Regions from separate parts of the Mus musculus genome. Here region 2 is linked to region 1. A link is a contact called in public promoter capture Hi-C data. All regions are on one chromosome and are shown on one strand. The core of a region is the stretch at or near the end of the contact, and the rest is flanking DNA. Distances in the headings are between cores, read along the strand shown.

Region 1 (6,648 bases), core at 2,000-4,499:
GCAGGGCTACAGGTTCTGGACAGGCCTGGGCTAGAATCCCAGTGCTGTCACTCATTGCCTTTGGAGCTTTGGGGCAAGATGGTCCTCTCCTTGTGCCTCAGTTTCTTCAGCTATACAACTGAGAATGTTAGCACCAGCTGCTCTTGGAGGCTAATTACACGATGGCTCACAGGAGTCTTACACATCTCACAGGAACCAGGCTAGTCTATGAGTCTCTGAACTCCTTGAAAACAGAGAACAGCCGGGCAGTGGTGGCGCATGTCTTTAATCCCAGCACTTGGGAGGCAGAGACAGATTTCTGATTCAAGGCCAGCCTGGTCTACAGAGTGAGTTCCAGGACAGCCAGGGCTACACAGAGAAACCCTGTCTTGAAAAAAAAGAAAAGAAAAGAAAAGAAAAGAAAAGAAAAGAAAAGAAAAGAAAAGAAAAGAAAAGAAAAGAAAAGAAAAGAGGAGAGGGGCAGCCAGGCCTATGGGGGCAGCAAGAGGCAAACAGTGATGAGCACTGAGTTTCCCAGTACCTACAAGAGAGCGAGAGCCACCTCGGGAGGCTAGGCCACAGCACACTGTGCCACACCAGGGCCCATAAAGGTCAGGAGTACCAGTTGGAAGAACATGGAGCAGAACTACCATAAAACCAAGAAGGTCCCAGGATAAGGAGGCACGTGAGGTACACCATGGGGCACAGAAAACCTGAGGACAGAAAATTTGTCCACGGCAGCCCCAGTGCTCAGAATGGAACAGAGAAGTTGCCAGGAGTTGTCTGGCAGGCAGAAAGCCATGTTGTCTATCACAGGTGGACACTGGCAGCTGACAGAGGGCACAGTGAGCTGCAGGACACATGCAGGGGCCTGGGCTGACACTAAGAATAGAGCCTCCCTACCTTCTAGAGGTGTAAGCAGCACTTGCTGCATTATGCAGAATGCAAATGTGTTTGCATTGTTAAAAAGCAAAGGTGAGGCAGATAGCATTGATGAATGTGAGTGGAAAGTCAGACTGGAGAGATAAATGGAAATGAAACTCAAGGGAAATAGATAATCTCTAACAGTTACAGCCATCACATATGGTAAAAAGGTAGAAAAAACAAAGGTGTTGCCCAGTAGTAATTAGTTAGCCCAGACCAGGGGTCAGGGGCTGAGTGTGGACAGTTATTAAGCAAGCAATAAGTTTATGAGACAAGGAATTGAAAGCTGTGGAGGTATTCTCAGAGTGATCAGACTTTTACCAAGAAAACCCGAAGGAATATTTTCTAATGTTAGTTTGCATAAATGTATAAATTTGCATTTATTTGCTATGTTAAAAGTCTAACTCACCGTGCCTGCAATGCATTAATGAAACATGGGCAGGCTTTTCCCAAAGCGGCCATTCTGTATTTTGAGTGGAGGGAAAGGAGAGGAAGGTACACAGTGGTGGCTAGGGGTGGCCTCGGGGAGAAGATTGTCTGCTGGAGCCAGACTGTGCAGGCCAAGGACAGGCATGGAGACGGTACAGCCAAGGACACAGTTACCAGGACAGGAACAAGTTCTACAAACAGGGATGTCTGGCTGCCCTCTGATCACATCAGCCTGGGCCTTTGAGAGCAATGTGTAAGGTGGACAGGTAAGAAAGGAATAGGGGCTTTCTGAAGCAAAGGTGGAAGGGAGTCAGGAAGCCTTTGAGGAGAGGAGTCAGTAAGACCAGAAGGGAAGGTGTTGCTGGGCAACAAGCAGGGACGTGAGGGTCACCAGGAGGCTTGGACCTGCTTCCGCAGTGCTTGACAGGGTGAGAAAATGGTAGGAAACAGGAGCAGACATGGGGCTCATTCAAGGTCTGTTGAGTGGACAACATGGGGGCAAAGATGCTCAGAGCATAGTAGAGGATCGGAGGCTGGGGGGGGGGGGTGCAGTGCACAGTGAACCAGAGCAGGGGCCAGCTAACACTGATGCAGGAAATGTGGGGTTTATGAAACATGAAACCTTTCTCTCCCATCCCAGATGAGCATAACAGTGCTAGAGTCCTAGACTAACCAACAGCCACCAGAACAACTTGGGACCAGTGGCTTCCGGGTCCTTGTCTCCAGAACTCAGTGACATTCACAGAAAACAGGAGAGTGAGCTTGACAAGGAATTTCATAAGATTGTAGTTGGGAATGTAAGAGAAAGAGGCAGAGCTTCCATACAGCAGGAATGAGTCCTAGAAAATGGGGTGCCATAGAGATGCTTAGTCTAAGGGTCTTTTGAAAGAAACTGGACTGAGGCATGGGTCCACCGGTAAGAAGTCCGCTGCCTCTCAGTTTCAGCCACATCTTCACTTATAGTTTCCAGGCAAGGGTGCTCATTTAGGTCGTGTGAAAGGAAAGAAAGATGGCCAAAAACCTGATCAGGAACCCAAGTCCCCTCTGGCCAAGACAGAAAGAAATAAGACCACTTCCAGCTTCTGACCAGGACAGCTGGAACTGTCTACTTTTGGGGTCTCTGCCCTAGAATAGCTTAATCAACACTGCTCCCACCATTCACCTCTAGCACAAAAAGCAAGCAGAGAGAATCAGTGTATGCCCCAGAGGAATGAGCAGTTCTCCAAGACAAGGCTAGACAAGGCAGAGACCAGCTGAGGACAGCAAACCAAAAGCATAAAGAGATCTACCCATGAACGTTGACGCTCCAAGACATGCCAGGGACAGGAAAAGGATGGGAGCCATTGTCATTCAGTGATAGCTCAGAGAGGGCAGTGAGATTAGGAAGGTGCAAGACATCAGAGTTCCCTGGAGGAAGATAAGGTAGCAGTCTGTGAGGGGTGATGAATGGGAGGGAGCCTGCCACCTGCAGCTGCTTGCAGGAGGTCACTGCTCAGTGCAGAGCACAGTCCAGGGCTCTCTTGGGGAGGAGGGGTACACAGGCTGTGTGAGAGGGCTTTCCTGGGTCTCGTGTTTTCTGAAGCATAGGCTCTGGGATGGCCACAGGTGCATAAACTCAAGAGGGAGAGCATTAATGGCAGGAAGAGCCTACGGTGCTAGGAATGCCCCTTGCTGCCCTATGTGGATGGCAGGCTTTACAACACGAGGTTTGCTGGCACCTGGCACCTGCACTATGCCTCCATTTTCAGTTCTTCGAACAGCTCTTAAGGCGTCTCATCAAAACAAAGCTGTCCACACACACTGTTCTGCCATAATGGCCTCTATTCTGAAGTTTCAAGTGGAGACCTGATGTGAGCACTGACTTTAAACTGTCTTCAAGCTCTCAAGCCTGTTTACTGTGTCAAAACTTCCTCCTGTAGGGCGTGGTGGCTGTGAAGCAGGGAAAGAGGGAAGCCTCTCTTAATAAGGAAGCTGACATTGGCTTCATGAAACTTGGTGGGTTTTTTTTGTCTCCAGTCCTTGGAGGTGTCTGTCTGTCCCCTGAGATAGAGGGAGTTATGGTGTCTTATGATTTATCATCAGAAGTCTGTCTCCTGTCTCCTAGCGTATTCCTGTTGGGCAGAGAGAGACTAGGGCTGTAGGGCCTGCCAGCCTCTGCCCCTGCATTGGTCTGACTGACCATCAGCATGATGAGGGTCCTGTGACACTAACAGTCCAAGATTACCTTCTGACCTCCCGCTTCTCTTGGGAGAAGCCTCTGCTAAGGCACAGGAACTCCTGGAATAGAACTCGAAGGCCTTCCTCCTTTCAGAAGCCAGTCTCTTTCATCCAGTGTCAGCTTTCTTCCCATGCACAGAAAGAATGACTGACACAGCAAAACCCGCCCCGCAGTCTGCTACGAAGTCTCTTTCATCTTGTAATTGTCTTCTGTGTTCTTTAGAACTAGAAAACTGCTTTGAAAACTAGAGAGAGCAACTTCTCCGAAGGCCTGCGAGCTGTTTAGATGCCTCCCCAGCCGTCTGTCTGTCTGTGTACTTGCTGAGTCCCTAATAAGCCTGCAGTTGTCTCTGCCTACTCTCTCTACTCAACATGGCTGGGCTTAAGTGCCTGGTCCAGAGAGGGGAACACGCCCTTCTAGCTGATGGGTCACCGCTGCAGTGTGTTCTACCTCCACTCTTTCTAGTGGCCCATGTAACACTTTAGCCTCATTGACAATTTAAGGCCTTTCAGCTAGTACTTAGCCCTACCTACATCTCACTTTTTCACTACAGTCTAATTTGAAAGGTTGTATGTCAGACCCGTTGTTACACTATTTAGTGAAATAGAGAATTTCTTGATACTGGAGAGGAAAGCGGCTCTAGGTGATCTGCCCTGGTCAAGCTGTAAGTTAGCGCAAATCAGGGCAAGCCTGAGCAGTTGTCAGCATGAGGAGTCGGAGCCTCAGTGGCGGTGCGTTAGAACAGCGGCCAGGCCCCAGGTCTGTTGCCTTCTTTGTTGCTTTGTTACTTGAGGGTTTTGTTTGGTTTGCTTTGGTTCAGTTCCATTTGGGGTTGGGTTGGGTTGGATTTTTTTTTTTTTTTTTGACTAAATGTTTTTAGGATTGAACCTAGGACCTGGAGTGTGGTATGCAAATGCTGAGCAACTGAAGGGTCCATCACTTGTAAACTTCCACTTTCTCACGGTAGACGGAGTAGGTGTAGGACCCACGTGTGTCACTGTATAGGTTCGATATAGGATGAACTGTCAGCATCACTGTCATTGCTAGGTGTAGATTTCCTCTGTGATTTCTATGAGCTGTGAATAGAACACGTCCTCTTGAGGAAAACATCCATGGCTCCTGTCCAGGGCCTCGGGGGCCCTGGGGTTGCTCTGTGAATGGGCTCCCCTGATGGGGGCTTCACGGTCTGGTTTGGAGCATGTGGCAACTCTAGAAACAGCCAGTGCAAGATGCAGTGAGTATCCAAGGGCATGATTGGTGCAGGGACAGAGCAGCAAGTGTTGTAAGTGATATCAGTTGTAGCTCCGAGATTCTTAAATTCTTTTTTTTTAATTACTTATGTTTAGTTTATAACTGTTTTGGGGTGTTGGGCATCTGTGTCCTCCTTTAAGCAAAAGGGACGCCCCCTGGGCATAGAGAACCTGCTTGTGATCACTTGGCTCCTGTCCAGCATAGCCCAGCTGTCCCTACCCTAACCCTATAGTTGAAGCATCCCTCGGGGCAGGGACTTCCTCCAGAGGCAGTTTCTTTTTGTTTGGGAGCCCTCCAACCCAGCAACACTTGTCCCTACACTGGCCAGGAAGAATTGGCATCAGGTGACCTGGCTCTCCCTAGAGACCGTAGTCACAGACCCAAAAAGCAACCTAGGGCAGAACAGGCTCTCAAGTGCAAACTGTGTGGTGCCCTGTAGCATTAAGTCTTTCTTCACCTCAGCTGGAGGGAAATACCAGAGCTCTGCTTACTTCTGATTTTGCTCTGAAGTCTTAGGTGACTGGCAGCCAATTCAGTCTCAGTACCTAAATGTTTCCAAATCTGATATATCCTACCCATGCCGTTATCCTTAGAAATGCTGTCCTCTTGTTCCAATACAGCATACCAACTAGGCTCTTCTGCCTTCCTGCCGCACACAGGAAACTTCTTGGCTTGGGAAAGACATGGAGATTTTTTGCCTGGGTTGGTCTGTGTTTCCCTATAATGTTTCCAACTCCTGTTACAAATTCCTGGCCCCTGCATCTTAATCCTGAGTTTCTTTCACTCTGCCTCCCTCCCTAGCCTGCTACCTACCTTTGAACATGGATTAAGCGTATGACTGCCACCATGTTCTGAACTCCCTGCTGAGTGCTGTGGGCTCCTTTTGGGCCATGTCAGCTCCACTTGATTTCTGGACTTGCAGAAGAATGGTAAAACTTTTAGGCCCAAAGCTTTTGGGAAGCCATCTCCCGTGGGAAGGTCTCTTTGAATAACAAATAGAAGTCCAAAATGGACACGTAGCAGGTGTGTGCCTTCAGACCTCACCTCACCAGTGAGTTAGGTGAACTGCAGAGTTAGAGATCATCACAGCTTCTTCATTTTAGCAGAAACCAACTAGGAAAGAACAAGGCGGATGCCGGTGATGACTGTACCAGAAGTCCTGACTACATCACTTCTGAGGGTACTATATACAGTGTGAGTCTGAGATGCTCAAGTGGTTATAAAAAAACATCCTTAATTTTAAAGGGGGTTTAGAGATAAAAATGCCTGTCACTTATAATAAATAATCACCCTTCCCCCAAAATAGATTAATTAAGCTAATACAGAAGAAAGTTAGCAGTACCAGTGCGGTGAATCAATAGGTGATTGCCACCAAGCCTGACAACCTGAGTTCAATTCTCAGGACCCATGAGAGAACCGACGCCAAAAGCTGCCCTCTGACTTATGCAAGCATAGCATGGTGCACGCATGTGCATGTGTACACACACACGCACACACCACAATTTTCTTTATAAGGAAAAGGTTTAGCAGCTGTTAACTTTGGCTATTAGTTTGTTATATTAGCCTTTTTGCTTTTCTGAAGGTTTGAAATTGTACAAGATAAAATCTAAACAGCCAAGCCAATGTGATTATATTTGCTCTGTAGAGAGACCATGCTCTGGGCTGGTAACCTGGTAACAGAATCCTTAAGGACAGTTCAAGATGAGAAGTGCTGAGCAGGGAAGCCCAGTAAGGCTTGGTGCACGGACTGGAGAGTGCTAGCCTGGCATCAGGCACCTGCTCCAGGAAGAACTACCTAGTGATAGCAGGCCGCACACGACTAGGCTGGGTCAGTGACTTGGGGTTGG
Region 2 (6,648 bases), core at 2,234-4,733, 150 kb before region 1:
GTGTAATAAGAACTCTGAAGTTCATGTACCCAGTTGCAAAGCTTTGAAACACATGAAGTGAAAGTTGTTAACAGTTTACAGAGAAGCAGGTAGCTATATAGTTTTGCTGTGACTCAGTAACCTTGTCTCAATCAAGTCTAAAGCAGGAAGACAGATCCGTAAGTTATAGAGAGAAGCCGGGAGACAGTGTGCTGACTCCGATGGCATCCTACCTAACAACAGAACACATATTCTCTTCTAGCACAAGACTGACCAAGAGCAAGTGTATTCTAGGTCGGAAACAAGTTGTGACAAAGTTAGAAGAGCTCAACTGTGTCTCTAATGCAGGTCAGTGCTCCCCAAGACGGTCAGCAGGACATCCGCAGGAAAAAGAAACGCCCACACCCAGGGAAGTCACTCATGCTTACTGTTCATTCCATAGTCAGACACGGCCTAAAATCAGTAATGGTGAAAGGCATGGAAGGAAGAGCTGAGGAAAGAGTAGGCTTGAACTTCGATTTGTCCTCTCTCACCAGAGTCCTGCAAGCAGGCAGCCTTCAGTTCTCCCAGCCGTGAGTTAGGTGTGTTCACAAGGCATTAGTGTGAGCATACACAGCTGTCAGTAACAGAAGACAGTCCAGAGATGCACCATTGGTGCCCATCAACTCTCTAGGATAGTACATTTCATCAGGGCAGGAAAATCCTCAGTTGTGTGGAATTAGGAAGCTGGAGGTCTGTTTGCAAAGAATTCAGTTCAGGCTGCACCTTGCAGCATATGTGAAAATGGTGGCAGTGTGAATCACAGTCTGGTTTCCCAAGTCTAGAGAGCATGCATGGTAAAGCTTTGTTAGCACAGCTCAGCCCATTTAAGGAAAACACTGGATTTCATTTTTTTCCTGCTATTTAAAAAATGTAAAACAAACAAACAAAAAAACCCCAAACCAACAAAAAGAAACAAGAGGAGGAAGAGGAAGAAAGGAGTCATAGACTGCATAAATCTGCACACTTTTATCTAGAATATATAAAGTATCTCAAGCGAGTAAGAAAATTGGCCACCCTGAAAGTGGGTAAAAGATTTTAGGAGACACTTGCCTAAGGAAGACGTGCAGATAATAAATACTCCGAGGAACAGATGGGTAACGGTTGGAGTCAGCGGTGACGGAAGAATCACTCAACACAATGAGATGCTCTTTCCTGTCCTCTTTGGAAGTGCTTTTTAAAAGTCAGACAGTAACAGTGGCAGCTCTGTGGAGATAGCACCCACACACATTGCTGGGCAGATGCAAGAAGGTGAAGCCAGCTTAGAACAATAAATTGGCAATTAAAAAGTTAAAAAGAAACTTGTTGTGTGATCTAACAATTCCACCGTAGGTATCTGCTAGAGAATATTAAAAATATTTCTCCACATGAAAACTTTCCATGAATATTTATAGCTACATCGTTCATAATAACCAGCATGATAACAACCCACATGTCTATAACTGGCAATTGGATAGAAAATGCACCCTATCAGAGCAATGGAAGGAAAGCTATGAAAAGAGAAACAATGTTTGCTATAACCTGGATGAGCTGGAAGCATGCATGCAGAGAGGTCAACTTCCATAGCCACATGTATCACCTTGCTTACATGAAGTGTCCAGAAGGAGTGAACAATGATAGTAGATTGACGCTCTGAACTGAGGGAGGGCAGGATGGAAACGGACTTAATCTGAGCAGATGAATACAAGAGTGAGCTCTGCACATCTGCCTGCCTGGCTAACTCCATCTGTTAACACCAGTGCTGCGCACAAGAAGAACAGGGGAAGCTCGCTCAGCCCTGCGGGTGCACAGACCTGATCTTAGTCATTTCTTCCAAGGCTGTAACTTCAGTGTATGTGATCTAGAAGTTGTATATCTTGGTAGTTACTAAATTAAAATAAAACTTATGTCTCCAAAAAAAAATCATACTCAATTATGCTTATAACTTCTCCAATAGCCAAAACTAAGCCATCAAGCAAACTATTCAGTAGCCAGATAGGTAAGTGCAATATTGGTAATAGCAATAGATAGGTAATAGCAAGAGAAAGAAGTAAACCATGGAAAGACATGGAGGGGCCTTCAGTATGTATTGCTACTGGAGAGCAGCCTGGCTGTGGACTCCCTGATTCCAACTGTATAGAGTTCTGGATACAAATTCTTGGAGACTGGAAGCTTAGTGGTTTCCAGGAGAAAACAGATGAATAGGTGGGCACTGGACATTTTTAAGGTGGTAGGTACATTGTATCATATAACAATGGTAGATACATGATGCCATACATTTGTTACAATTCATGTATAATTTAAAGAGTAAGCCTTAACACAGCTATAGACTTTTATTAGTGAAAAAACAGGATCACAAGCCAGCCCTGTTATCATAAAGTACTACAGAGGTCTATTTTATTTCTATGGGTATTTTGCCTGCATGTCTATCTATGCACCACATGCATGCAGTGCCCACAGACAGTATCATATAACCCAAGACTGGGGTTACAGATGGTTATGAGCTGCTGTGTGGGTGATGGGAGTTGAACCTGGGGCCTCTGGAAGAATAGCCAGTGCTCGTAATTAGTGAGCCATTCTTCCAGCCCTTCAATAAGACTTCTAAAACCTAACAGAAGCTCTGGCAGAGCTACTGTGGTGACAGAGCAGTGACTACTGACTCCCAGGGGACTATGCTGACTGCTGGCTCCCTATGAATAAAGGTGGCTCTTCTCTTTGTGCAGCCTGGTGCTCTCCTGTGACTATCTGTGGCCTAGGGGCATTTGCACTGTGCTGAGAGCAACTTGGATGATGCCCTTTTTCAAGAGGGTGCATGTGAGGTTTCAGATTTTTTTTTCTTGATACTTTGTGTGTCCACTTCCCTCTGTGGAGTGGAGTTCACTTTGAATACTAACGTGTGTGTGTGTGTGTGTGTGTGTGTGTGTGTGTGTGTATGTATGTCATGTATGTATGTCATGTATGTATGTCATGCATAATGGTATATGCCAGGCAGGAGACTAAAGACCCATTAACTGTCTGATTTGAAGGAAATCACTTTCTTTATCATGACAGGTCTCCACTTCTTAGCTGTAAAAGAGAATTGACCTTTTTGGTCCCTTCTAATTCCAGACTCAGACTTCTAAATGAGCTGGGTGCATACCATGTCATAAGGCACTTGAGGCAACAGAGATCCTATTGTGAAAACCTGCTAGTCCTTCCCCCACTGTGTCTGGTTTCTCTAGGGGGTTGAAGGTCGGTCAGCACGGGGGTCAAGAAGTGTCTGCTTGTCCTCATGTTGTTATTTTTTCAGCCTTTCATGCTTTTGTACATCTCAGCCCTGAACTCTACCCTAGCAAAGAGTTTGCCCCATCTATGAGAAAAATACCTTCAGGTTTCTGGGTTTTCTCTCGGTCCAGAATCAGCCTCGTGGTTTAATTACTCCTAAGCTTGTAGGCCTAAGTGTTGGTCCTAATGTAATAAGATTTCCCAAGTTTCTAAGTAATGTTCCCTCAGAGAATTGAAAACTTATTCCAAGGCATGCCCCAGTGACCTAAAGACTTCCCACTCACTGCCACGTCTTAAAAGATTCCATGACTTCCCTGTAGCACCTCTGGGGGTAAAGGGGGGACCAGGCTTCTAACTAAAGGCCTTAGGGGACATATAAACTCTAAACTAGAGTTGACAGGCTTGCTTATTTTAAAAAATTGTTGAAAAGCTTTGGGCATAGTTGAGTGAGGGTCTTTGTATTAATCAGAACCATCCTGGGACATGGTGAGTTGGAGATAAGACCTTTAGTTAACTGCTAGAACCCTAAAGGGAGCTGCTGGCATACTTCCATTCGTGTCTAGAGTCCTGGGCACCTGAAGATCCAGTGGCATAGGTTTCAGCCAGACAGCTAGCAGGCCCCAAGCAAGAAGCCAGTACTTCAGTTCAGACAGGGAAAGACCATGCTTGCCTTTCTCCCAGCTGATTGGATGAGGCCTGCCCACGTAGGGAAGGGAACCTGCTTACTCTGTTTACCAGCCCAAGTGTAAGTCTCATCCAGAAAACCCTACAGACATACCCAGAAGGTTTGTCCCGATGTCCTAGCATCCCGTTGCTTGGTCATGCTGATGTCTAAACATGACCACCATACTACCATACGCTTCAGGACTGAAAGAGCTCGTGTGAAGGCCCTCTCCAGTTCAAGCTGAGTTCAGGGTGAGCCAGACTGCATGTGGTGTGAACTGAATGGCCCCTTTCTTCTGCAACTTTAGATATTCCTTCTGGAGCTTCATTTTGATATTCCATTTTGTCTTTAAAAGAGAAGACAGTCAGGGTGTGGGTGCCCTGTGCCTTTAACTGAGAAGCAGAGAGAGGGGCAAGTGGATCCTTGGTTTACTCAGGGAATCCAGACCAGCCAGTGTTACATAGCAAGACCCTGTCTAATTAAAAGGAAGTCAGGATAGAGGATCTGCTTCTCCGATAGCCTCTTGCAGAGCCGACCATTCTGTGACCCTGTGCATCCAGACTTAGAATCATGTCCTATGAAAACCAACTTGTTCAGTTTCTATGTGTTTGCTTTGCTCTTAGGACTTTGTTTAGAGAAACTGCCTGTTTCGTCCTCTACCAGTAATCTCCATGTGGACCGGGAGCAGGACGTCATCACCTGCTATGAGAAAGCTGGGGACATTGCACTCTTGTACCTCCAGGAGATAGAAAGGGTAAGTAAGGCCATATATGTTCACTCCAACTGATACCACCCCGCTCCGTGTGCCCACATCAGATTGTGGGAATTGTAGCCGACCACTGGAAAGAAAGCCTTTGCCTTACTTGTCTGCCCCTGGCACAAACTCTGCTTGCATTCCTGAGTGTTATGGAGGAAGTGGTCATAGGTATGGTATTTATAAAAGTAACTGGGTCAGTGTGCAGATACAACAGTATGGGTTGTCCATACCTTTACCACTCTTCTCCCTGGTTAAGATTCATGCATCTTGCTGGGCGGTGGTGGTGCACGCCTTTAATCCCAGCACTTGGGAGGCAGTGGCAGGTGATTTCTGAGTTCGAGGCCAGCCAGCTCTACAAAGTGAGTGCCAGGACAGCCAGGGCTACACAGAGGAACCCTGTCTCGGAAAAAAAAAAAAAAATCCATGCATCGTTACTTGGTCTTCACACCAGCAGGTATTTACCTGGGTTTTGGGTTGCTTTACCTTGATAGTGTGGCAGAGGTCTTCTGGGTCTTTAACTAGTGTGTTTGGAGCAGGTTGTGTGTCTCCTGGGACTGTCTGCAGAGGACCGAGCAGTCAAGTGGTCTGTGTCAGGGTAAGGAAAAGTAGCAACTGACAAGAATGTCACAGAAGCAGAGACTGAGGGAGCAGAGTTGGCTTGAGGCTGGATAGGGTCAGGGATGAGGCCAGGGCTGGGCCAGGGCTGGGGCCAGGGATGAGGCCAGGGATGAGGTCAGGGGTGGGGCCAGGGATGAGGTCAGGGGTGGGGCCAGGAATGAGGTCAGGGGTGGGGCCAGGGCTGGGGTCAGGGATGAGGTCAGGGGTGGGGCCAGGGGTGGGGTCAGGGCTGGGGCCAGGGCTGGGCCAGGGATGAGGCCAGGGCTGGGGCCAGGGATGAGGTCAGGGTGGGGTCAGGGATGAGGTCAGGGGTGGGGCCAGGGGTGGTGTATTAGTCAGGGTTCTCTAGAGTCACAGAACTTATGGATAATCTCTAAATAGTAAAGGAATTTATTGATGACTTACAGTCGGCAGCCGAATTCCCAACAATTGTTCAGTCGCAGCTGTGAATGGAAGTCCAAGGATCTAGCAGTTACTCAGTCTCACGCAGCAAGCAGGCAAAGGAGCAAGAGCAAGAGCTAGACTCCCTTCTTCCAATGTCCTTATATTGTCTCCAGCAAAAGGTGTAGCCCAGATTAAAGGTGTGTTCCACCACACCTTTAATCCCAGATGAAAGGCATAGCCCAGATTAAAGGTGTGTTCCTTAACTCGGAGATTCAATCTTCTGGAATCCATAGCCACTATGGCTCAAGATCTTCAAACCAAGATCCAGATAAGGATCTCCAAGCCTCCAGATAAGGGTCACTGGTGAGCCTTCCAATTCCGGATTGTAGTTCATTCCAAATATTGTCAAGTTGACAACCAGGAATAGCCACTACAATCCACCCCTTGTCAACTTGACACAAATAATATCTCATGTTCACATGAAACAATAACAAGGTTGTAAATACGCCTAACATGATATAACTATCCCTCGTACAATCGCAAACGCATTAGTAAATTTACAATGGGCATTCATATTACTTTATAATCCTCGTTTCTGCAACTGGTTACGTGGCCTTAATTGGTATTTATAACTACCTTCCTCTACTACCCATTCTGTATTTCCTTCACCTTCAGCCAGCACCTCAGCAGGTCTTGGCTCTTTTCCTGGAGGATTGACCCATACCTTCATTCCTGATGGGTCTGCGTCCTTTGTCATCCTGCTTGGATTAGGCTGTTGTAGTTTCCCATTGACTTTAATCACAGGACATGGTAGTACTAAGAGACGCCCTAAGGGATCTCCTACACTCCAGACATAATCTTGCTTACCACCATTGTGAAGAGGTAATCCAATTTCCCCATGGTAATCTGGATCTATCACCCCTCCTAACACTGTTATTCCTTTTTTAGCCTGTTGGTTTAAGGG

Evidence for each region. Capture Hi-C pulls out chosen DNA fragments and counts their contacts.
Region 2: a contact with region 1 is called in a promoter capture Hi-C map of adipose tissue. The contact joins two enhancer-like sites. A contact is called at or near these places in 4 of 484 Hi-C or Micro-C datasets (the G1E-ER4 cell line, embryonic fibroblasts, epidermal suprabasal cells and 1 more), 2 of 115 datasets of contacts at active chromatin or transcription factors (both in embryonic stem cells) and 2 of 9 other capture datasets (adipose tissue and liver).

Annotation. Positions count from the first base shown.
Region 1 is chr12:100,316,557-100,323,204 of GRCm38.p6, reverse strand. All of the region lies in intron 19 of Ttc7b (tetratricopeptide repeat domain 7B), which reads left to right. Among named protein-coding and RNA genes, the nearest start is that of Gm51958, 30 kb to the left of the region's middle. Within about 2 kb of position 3,249, at least 32 of the 459 cell types and tissues checked have an H3K27ac peak or open chromatin away from gene starts, as enhancers often do. A contact at or near this core is called in adipose tissue, where this site is marked.
Region 2 is chr12:100,464,211-100,470,858 of GRCm38.p6, reverse strand. It overlaps Ttc7b (tetratricopeptide repeat domain 7B), which reads left to right. Exons shown (of 20, transcript NM_001033213.1): 4 at 4,549-4,679. Among named protein-coding and RNA genes, the nearest start is that of Gm36375, 28 kb to the left of the region's middle. Within about 2 kb of position 3,483, at least 12 of the 459 cell types and tissues checked have an H3K27ac peak or open chromatin away from gene starts, as enhancers often do. A contact at or near this core is called in adipose tissue, where this site is marked.